Linked DNA regions of Lactuca sativa: region 1 is linked to region 2. The links are chromatin contacts, called in public Hi-C maps. All regions are on one chromosome and are shown on one strand. The core of a region is the stretch at or near the end of the contact, and the rest is flanking DNA. Distances in the headings are between cores, read along the strand shown.

The links. Hi-C and Micro-C count contacts between places; a contact is called where the count stands out from the background.
Region 1: a contact with region 2 is called in a Hi-C map of leaf, with 2.4 times the contacts expected there. The contact joins the promoter of LOC111891969 here to the promoter of LOC111891970 in region 2. A contact is called at or near these places in 3 of 4 Hi-C or Micro-C datasets (leaf and seed).

What each region holds. Positions count from the first base shown.
Region 1 is chr4:38,004,526-38,008,194 of Lsat_Salinas_v11, reverse strand. LOC111891969 (type IV inositol polyphosphate 5-phosphatase 9) reads right to left here and starts at 1,316. Exons shown (of 8, transcript XM_023888031.3): 1 at 1,182-1,316; 2 at 789-967; 3 at 574-681; 4 at 52-403. The coding sequence starts at 1,193.
Region 2 is chr4:37,843,524-37,847,293 of Lsat_Salinas_v11, reverse strand. It overlaps LOC111891970 (IAA-alanine resistance protein 1), which reads left to right and starts at 1,966. Exons shown (of 11, transcript XM_023888032.3): 1 at 1,966-2,623; 2 at 2,773-2,856; 3 at 2,948-2,997; 4 at 3,090-3,141; 5 at 3,222-3,341; 6 at 3,414-3,643; 7 at 3,716-3,770. The coding sequence starts at 2,299.

The sequences.
Region 1 (3,669 bases), core at 67-2,566, 160 kb before region 2:
CCATAAAATGACTTATGGGGTGATGTCTATGGAAAGCAAAAGAAAAATTACCTTATTCCCTAGGCATCCCATGATGCCACACCCTACGCAAGAGACATTAGGGTTTCGGAAGAATGGATGAAGATCACTGCGAACCCAAACCGATATCAGTATGCCAACCATTTGTTTGCTGATGAGACATCGAAACTCTTGTTGGATCATTCCACTCTCAATAATTGATTTGTTTCCTTTTCTTCCACGAAAGGATTTCCATTGCTTGTCTACCAAACTATCGTCATTGTATGATACGTTATGTGATTTCTTGTTTAGGCTTCTTCTGATCAATGAGTTCCATTTCATCGATATTTTCTTCTTATCTGATCCAAGAACATTAGAGGCTCTTAGAGGAACCACTTCTTGAAACCTTAAAAGCAGCATGCATAGATATTGGATTGTTAATCAGGGTATTGATTAGTTCCATATGTAAGACTGTTATATACAATATATATATATATATATATATATATATATATATATATATATATATATATATATAAAATCAAAATAAGTGTTTTAGTTGTAAAAAGAGAATACCCAAGTACATATATATCGCATGGAGTGTTGCATGTATCCAGCAAATCATCGATATTCAAATCTTCGGTAGGTGGAACACCGCCAACGTTCCATGTACTAACGAAGACCCTTTTAAAAATTTAACAACAAAAAGTAACATAATTAATTATACAACTCTCAATCAAAAAACACATTTACTTCAATTATACAATTTTATGTATATGTATCTTAATTACTTGAACTTTTGTGTGTCATCGTGGTCAGTAAAGATGATCTTCGGACTAGGGATGTTTTCAAGATCCAAAGTTGGAAGATTAAGAAAAGAATCTGTGTTTCCCGGAAAATCTGCAACGAAGTTGTTTGATCCCAGTGTTTTCCTTAATAGCTTGCTTGCTACCAATCGTGGCCATGTAACCTTAAATACAACATAATTAATGAATATATGTTATCTATGTAAATATATACATTTGCATGTTGAATTCGTGTGTGCATGAGAGAGAGAGAGAGAGAGAGAGAGAGAGAGAGAGAGAGAGAGAGAGAGAGAGAGAGAGAGAGAGAGAGAGAGAGAGAGAGAGAGAGAGAGAGAGAGAGAGAGAGAGAGAGAGAGAGAGAGAGAGAGAGAGACTCACTTCTCCTAGCATGGTTTGAAAGAAAATGGGAGTGATCTTCAAGACGAATTAAGGGAGAGAAGTATGGAAACCATCTCACAAAGAGAATATCCAACGAAATATAAAGAAAGAGAGAGAGTTATTTTTTTACTTTCATTTCTTGTTCAATATATTTTTTATTATTTTATAGAGGGAAGCAAGTTGGAACTATAAAAACAATAAAAATGACGTACAGGGTGATGTCTATGCATGGAAAAGACATAGGTTTGTAAACTTCTTTTACTTAACATGATATAATTAATTAACGTCAAATACCTCTTGATAAAAAAAATATGCTTAATGTAACCTAACAAAGTTATAGGTTTTGTTTTAAAATGTGGTTTTTGCTTTTCTTTTTTGTTTACTTAGGGTATGAATTTCGGCAAGGTCAGGGCCGAGTTCTCATCTGTAATAGAGGTGCAGCAACTTGCTAAGTGTTTCAGGATCTCTAGCAGACGATTGAGACGATGACGGAGATCACCGTCATGTTCAGGGAGAGGGCCTTTCTCATTCCGCAGTATGTGACGGACGAGGACATGAAAAATGTATGATATCATGAGATGTTGCGGAATGATATTCGCCAGTTTGTGAGCCGCTCCAGCTGTAAGATGCTAGAGGACATGATTGCTAGGGCTCGAGAGAGGGAGTTTGAATTTAGAGATGGAGAGAAAGAGGAAACCCGAGGGGGTTCAGACAAGGAGTGCAGACAAGAAGCCCAAGGTGTCAGATCACAGACCTAGGAGCCAGCAGGGCTGCAGCCGTTGTGGCAAATGCGGCAAGATGCACGATGGGATGTGCAAGGCAGGGAGTTCAGGCTGCTTTAAGTGCGGCCAGACTGGGCATATGAGCAGAGATTGTACAACTACTACCACTACCACAACTGTTTCAGACCTGATTTGTTTTCAGTGCAATCAAAGGGGACACAAGCGGTGTCAGTGCCCGAGTTTAGCAGCGGCAGGGCAGGTGGCAGCACCCGCTCCTACTACTTTGAGGATTACGGACGACCGTCAGTGCCGGGCAGAGGCGCCTGTGTCTAGGAGCAGGGCCTTTCAGTTAACAGCAGAGGAGGCACGAGCGACTCCCGACGTGGTGACGGGTAAGTATCTTCTCCTTATCTCTTCATTTATATTGATTATTTTTTATGTTTGTGTGTTTCATTATATGACCATTCCTTGTGAATGGTATATCTGCTATGGTATTATTTGATTCGGGGGCTACCCGATCTTTTGTGTAGCTCGTGCTCAGAAAGCGATTCGTAGGGGCTCCGAGGGAGCTAGATTGCCTACTTGATGTGGAGATAGCAGATGACAGGACCGTTAAGGTTGCGAGGGTTCACCGAGGTTGTACACTACAGTTGTTTGATAAGCAGTTTTCTGTGGATTTGGTCCCTATTCCCTTTAGAGGGAACTAGGTGATAGTTGGTATGGACTAGTTGAACCCCAATGGGGCAGTGATCGACTGCGAGCAGCTGCTAGTGAGGGTTCAGACTCCTAGTGGGGGAGGGAATTACTGATTTAGGGCGAGAGGTCATAGGGTGGACCGACTATGTGTTCAGCAGCGAAAGCGAGGCACTACCTTCAGCAGAGTTGCGTGGGTTACGTCGCGTATGTTATGGATACCCGGGACAAGGGTAGGACAACAGTGGATGATGTACTGGTACTGCGAGAGTACTCGAATGTATTTCCAGAGAATTTGCTTAGGATACCTCCCGAGAGACAACTCAACTTTAGGATTGACCTAGTCCCTTATGCGGATCCGATAGCCAAGGCACCATAACGGTTGGCTCCTCCCAATATGTAGGAGTTCTCTACGTAGTTACAGGAGCTGCTAGACAAGGGATTTATCAGACCGAACAGTTCTCTATGGCGAGCCCCAATCCTGTTTGTGAAGAAGAAGGACGGGTCACATCGCATGAGTATAGATTACGTGGAGTTGAATAAGGTAACGATGAAGAACCGTTATCCCCTCCTGAGGATTGATGATTTCTTTGACTAGCTACATGGCACATCTTTGTTCTCCATGATTGATCTGCGATCGGGTTATCACCAGATGCGAGTTAGGGATGAGGACATGTAGAAGACAGCTTTTAGGACTCGTTATGGTCACTATGAATTTGCGGTGATGTCGTTTGGGCTCACAGGGCTCCAGCCGCGTTTATGGACCTCATGAACCTCGTGTGCAGACAGATGCTGGATCGGTTTGTGATAGTCTACATCGATGATATCTTGGTCTATTCTAAGACTCAAAAGCAGTATGAGGAGCACCTGAGGGGGTGCTAGAGACACTGAGGAGGGAGAGACTTTTTGTAAAGTTCTCCAAGTATGAGTTCTGGTTGCGCGAGATACAATTTCTTGGGCACCTTGTCAAACACAAGGGTATTCTAGTCGATCCGGCCAAGATAGAGGCCGTGATGCAGTGGGAGATTCCGAGGTCTCCAACTGAGATTCGTAGTTTTCTGGGTCTAACAGGT
Region 2 (3,770 bases), core at 717-3,216:
TTCAAATTATCACATATATATATATATATATATATATATATATATATATATATATATGATTCATCATTGAATCCGCGACTCACATTTATTTTCAATCGTTTCTTTTCTTCAAACCTTCTCCTACAACATCGTTAATATTGCTTATAATTTCCATTATCATTCTCTGCTATAAACATTCGCTCTCGTGCGCTAGAAGGTCAGTACCTTCTTTCGCTTTTTATATTTTTTTAGATTATTTTTTGTTCCTATATCAAATGTATGTATTCATATATTTTGATTTTCTTTGTCACAAATTAAATGAAATTAGTTAACTACTTTTCTGAAACTTTTCAAATAAACATGAAAAGATATTAGGTACCTTTAACAAAACAAAAATTAACTATCTTGGGAACTGACATTAATTACGAAAATGTTACTTTTATATATTAGAGATGATTATGATTTTTTTTTAATTTTTATGTCATAAGAATCCGGTTAATTTTGGCATGATTTTAAAATATCATTGAAATTATTATGTTTTTGTATATCATATCAACCTGCTTTTTTATCTTTGTATAGTAACAATAAAATTTATTAATTTACACAACAAATATAGATATTTCAAATTTTGTAATATTATTATACCTTACAAAATACAACTCCCTCCAAAATAAATTTTCGCCAATAATTTCATCCATAATTTCAACAAATTTAAATTTGTATTTTCTTTATATAAATTTTTTTTAATGATCCTGATTTTTTTTCTCCAAAAGTATATCAAACATTTACGTCTTAGATAATGCTGCCCTATTATAATTATTATTTTCCAAAAGTATATCCGTTTAATGAGGAAATTGATATAATAAAGGAAGTGAATGTTAATTAAAATGAGATATATATTTCATAATTATTACATGAGTTTATTAAAAAAATTAATATCAAGGTGTAAACATTAAGCATTTTTAAAGTGAAATTTCAGAATACATACAAACGATGATGTTGTACAATGAAATATAAAATTGAATAGACTGAAAAAAAAAACACCATTAAAGCAGTCAATCTTGAAAATAACATAGTTATGAAAAATTATAAAGTAAGATAAAAATTATAAGATATCAGGAGATTTGTAAAAAGTACATTTAGTAAAAGCGTTACGGTTATTAGAAAAAATAAGACCGTTAAGATTAGTGAAAATACAATATATAAACTAAATTATCACAATAGTAATGAAATGTCATTATTTGATATTTCATATAATTGAAAGATATATCAAATTACATTGATGATATACTAAAATTATTCAAAGTTGTGCCAAAAACTAATGCAAAGTTCTTGCGAACACCAAATAAATAAGAACAAACATAAAAGCTAGCATTTATATTTATAATCAATTTAAAATAAACCAATCATGATTTAGAAAAGAATCTACATTGATGATATACTAAAATTAAATCTATATAACATTTAACATTTTATAAATTATATTACATAACTTTATTTGAATAAATGAAATAGTTGTCAATATTTAATGCAATAGAAAAAACAGTACATTAGTTGTCAATATATGTTTAAATTATGTAACATTATTATGTAAAGAACGTCTAATTAAAATGCTTATAAATATATAAATATCATAACTATATGAGACGAGGAAAGTCGTTCAACTAATAAAACAAAAAATGATGTCTACAAAGAGATTTTTTAATGATTATATATATTTATCGTTTTCAATGTATTTTCTACACATTTCAATAATACCAATAACCATATATTTTTTTATAATCATTATAGAATATCTATAAACGATTATATATTTTTTTATGCGTTTCCCGCGTTTAACGCGGACTATAATCTAGTTTAATAATATATAAAACTTAAAATAGATTTTTACATTATATTTGCCATTTCGAAGTTGGGTCAAGCTCTTTTCACAAAGGAGCCCAACCCTACACAAGCCCAAGTCAAGACTCAAGACTTTTTTTTTTTTTTTTTTTTTTTTTTTGGGAAAGCCGACTCGCCGGAGGTTGTCTTCCTAAAAACATGCCTTCGGTTGCTGCCGTCGGTGACCTTATTTTATGGATGCAGTAACGTTTGGCATCATCGTCGGGATAATAATCCTCTTCTTTATTATTGTTTGTTTCATCACCATCGAAGGCACCTGCAAACGTCGCTCTTCTTGAAATCCAATGCCCCAAACCTAACACACTATTAATCTGGAAAGCTCCCGAAGAATACCTAACACGCTTTAAATTCTGGTAACCCCCCCAAAAAAAAACAGAACAAACCCTTCCCAGAATCCAATTCAACAAGCCGATAACAATGGCGCTTCGTCAATCTAAAAACCAGATCTGTAGTTTACTTATCGTCTTGGTTTTGACGATTGGGTTTAATTTTGAAGCGAGTTTCGGGCAACAGTGTCAGCACTCCAGTGAGCCGGAGGTTCATGAATCTCATGATCATCATCATAACTGTGACCACTCGCATGACCATCACCATCACCATGATCATCATCATCATCATTTGGGGAGGAAAAAGCTGCCGGAAGAACTGGCGGAAGAGGACGATCTTAGATCGGAATTTGTGTCCCACCACGATCATGACCATGATCATCATCACGGTGGAGATTCAGAGCTATCTGGTGTTGGTAATGTTACGTTTGAAAACCTAGTTCATCCTTGCTTTTGTTCATTCACTCTCTGAAATTTTTGAAGATTAATGATAAATGTTGGCATTATGTGGCAAACTCCATGAGTGTAATTTTTAAATACTCGTTATGTTCTTGCACTCTGATAGGGCTTTGGATTCATGCAATGGGGTGCTCACTGTTGGTGAGCTTGGCTTCTCTTATTTGTCTGATTCTACTGCCATTGATATTCTGTGAGTTGCTTAACCATCAACTTCTTTTTCTTTCTATAATTTCGATTCGTTTTCCAGTTAAACATTCCACAATTTCTGTGAATTCCTGCAGATCAAGGAAAACCATCAAAGACATTTGTTGATTCACTTGCTGTATTTGGGGTTAAGATTATTCATCTCTCATTCTTTCTCTTACCCATGTTAAGTTTTCCATTGCTAAATCATTCATCTCTCTATCCATTTTCCTTTCGCAGGCAGGAGCTATGCTTGGTGATGCTTTTCTTCATCAATTGCCACATGCATTTGGTATTGTAAAACATGAATTTTAAATTTAGTTTAAAACTTTATACATTCTTGAGTTGTAAATAGTTAAATATATTTATCAGGTGGTGGACATTCTCATTCACATGATAACCATACGGATGATGCCCATGCCCATGATCATGATCATTCCCCTTCGCATTCCCATTCCATTGAAGATCTCTCAATTGGATTATCCATTTTGTGTAAGTAATAATGCGTATGAAATACTTTCATCATATCTGGAAGGGTTCTTGATTCTCTCATTTTCACTGCAGTTGGAATTGTTGTTTTTCTTCTTGTGGAAAAGATTGTGAGGTATGTTGAAGAAAGGTCAAGAGGAGTTAATTCATGGAGTCATGGTCATCATCATCATCATCATCACCATAAGAAAAATGAAATATTGGAAAATGTCAATAATGATGATGAAGACAAAAATACATCAGAAACAACATCTGATGAATCTTTAAAAACACAAACACAAGATGAATCATCTCTTCTTCGCAAGGTAAACTATCTTTAATCATTAATCTTTATAAAAATATTGTTGCTAAATTTTATATCAATATTTACTTTACAGAGAAACATTAGTAGTAATGGTGACAAGATTGATGAAAGTGGACCAAAAAGTGAAA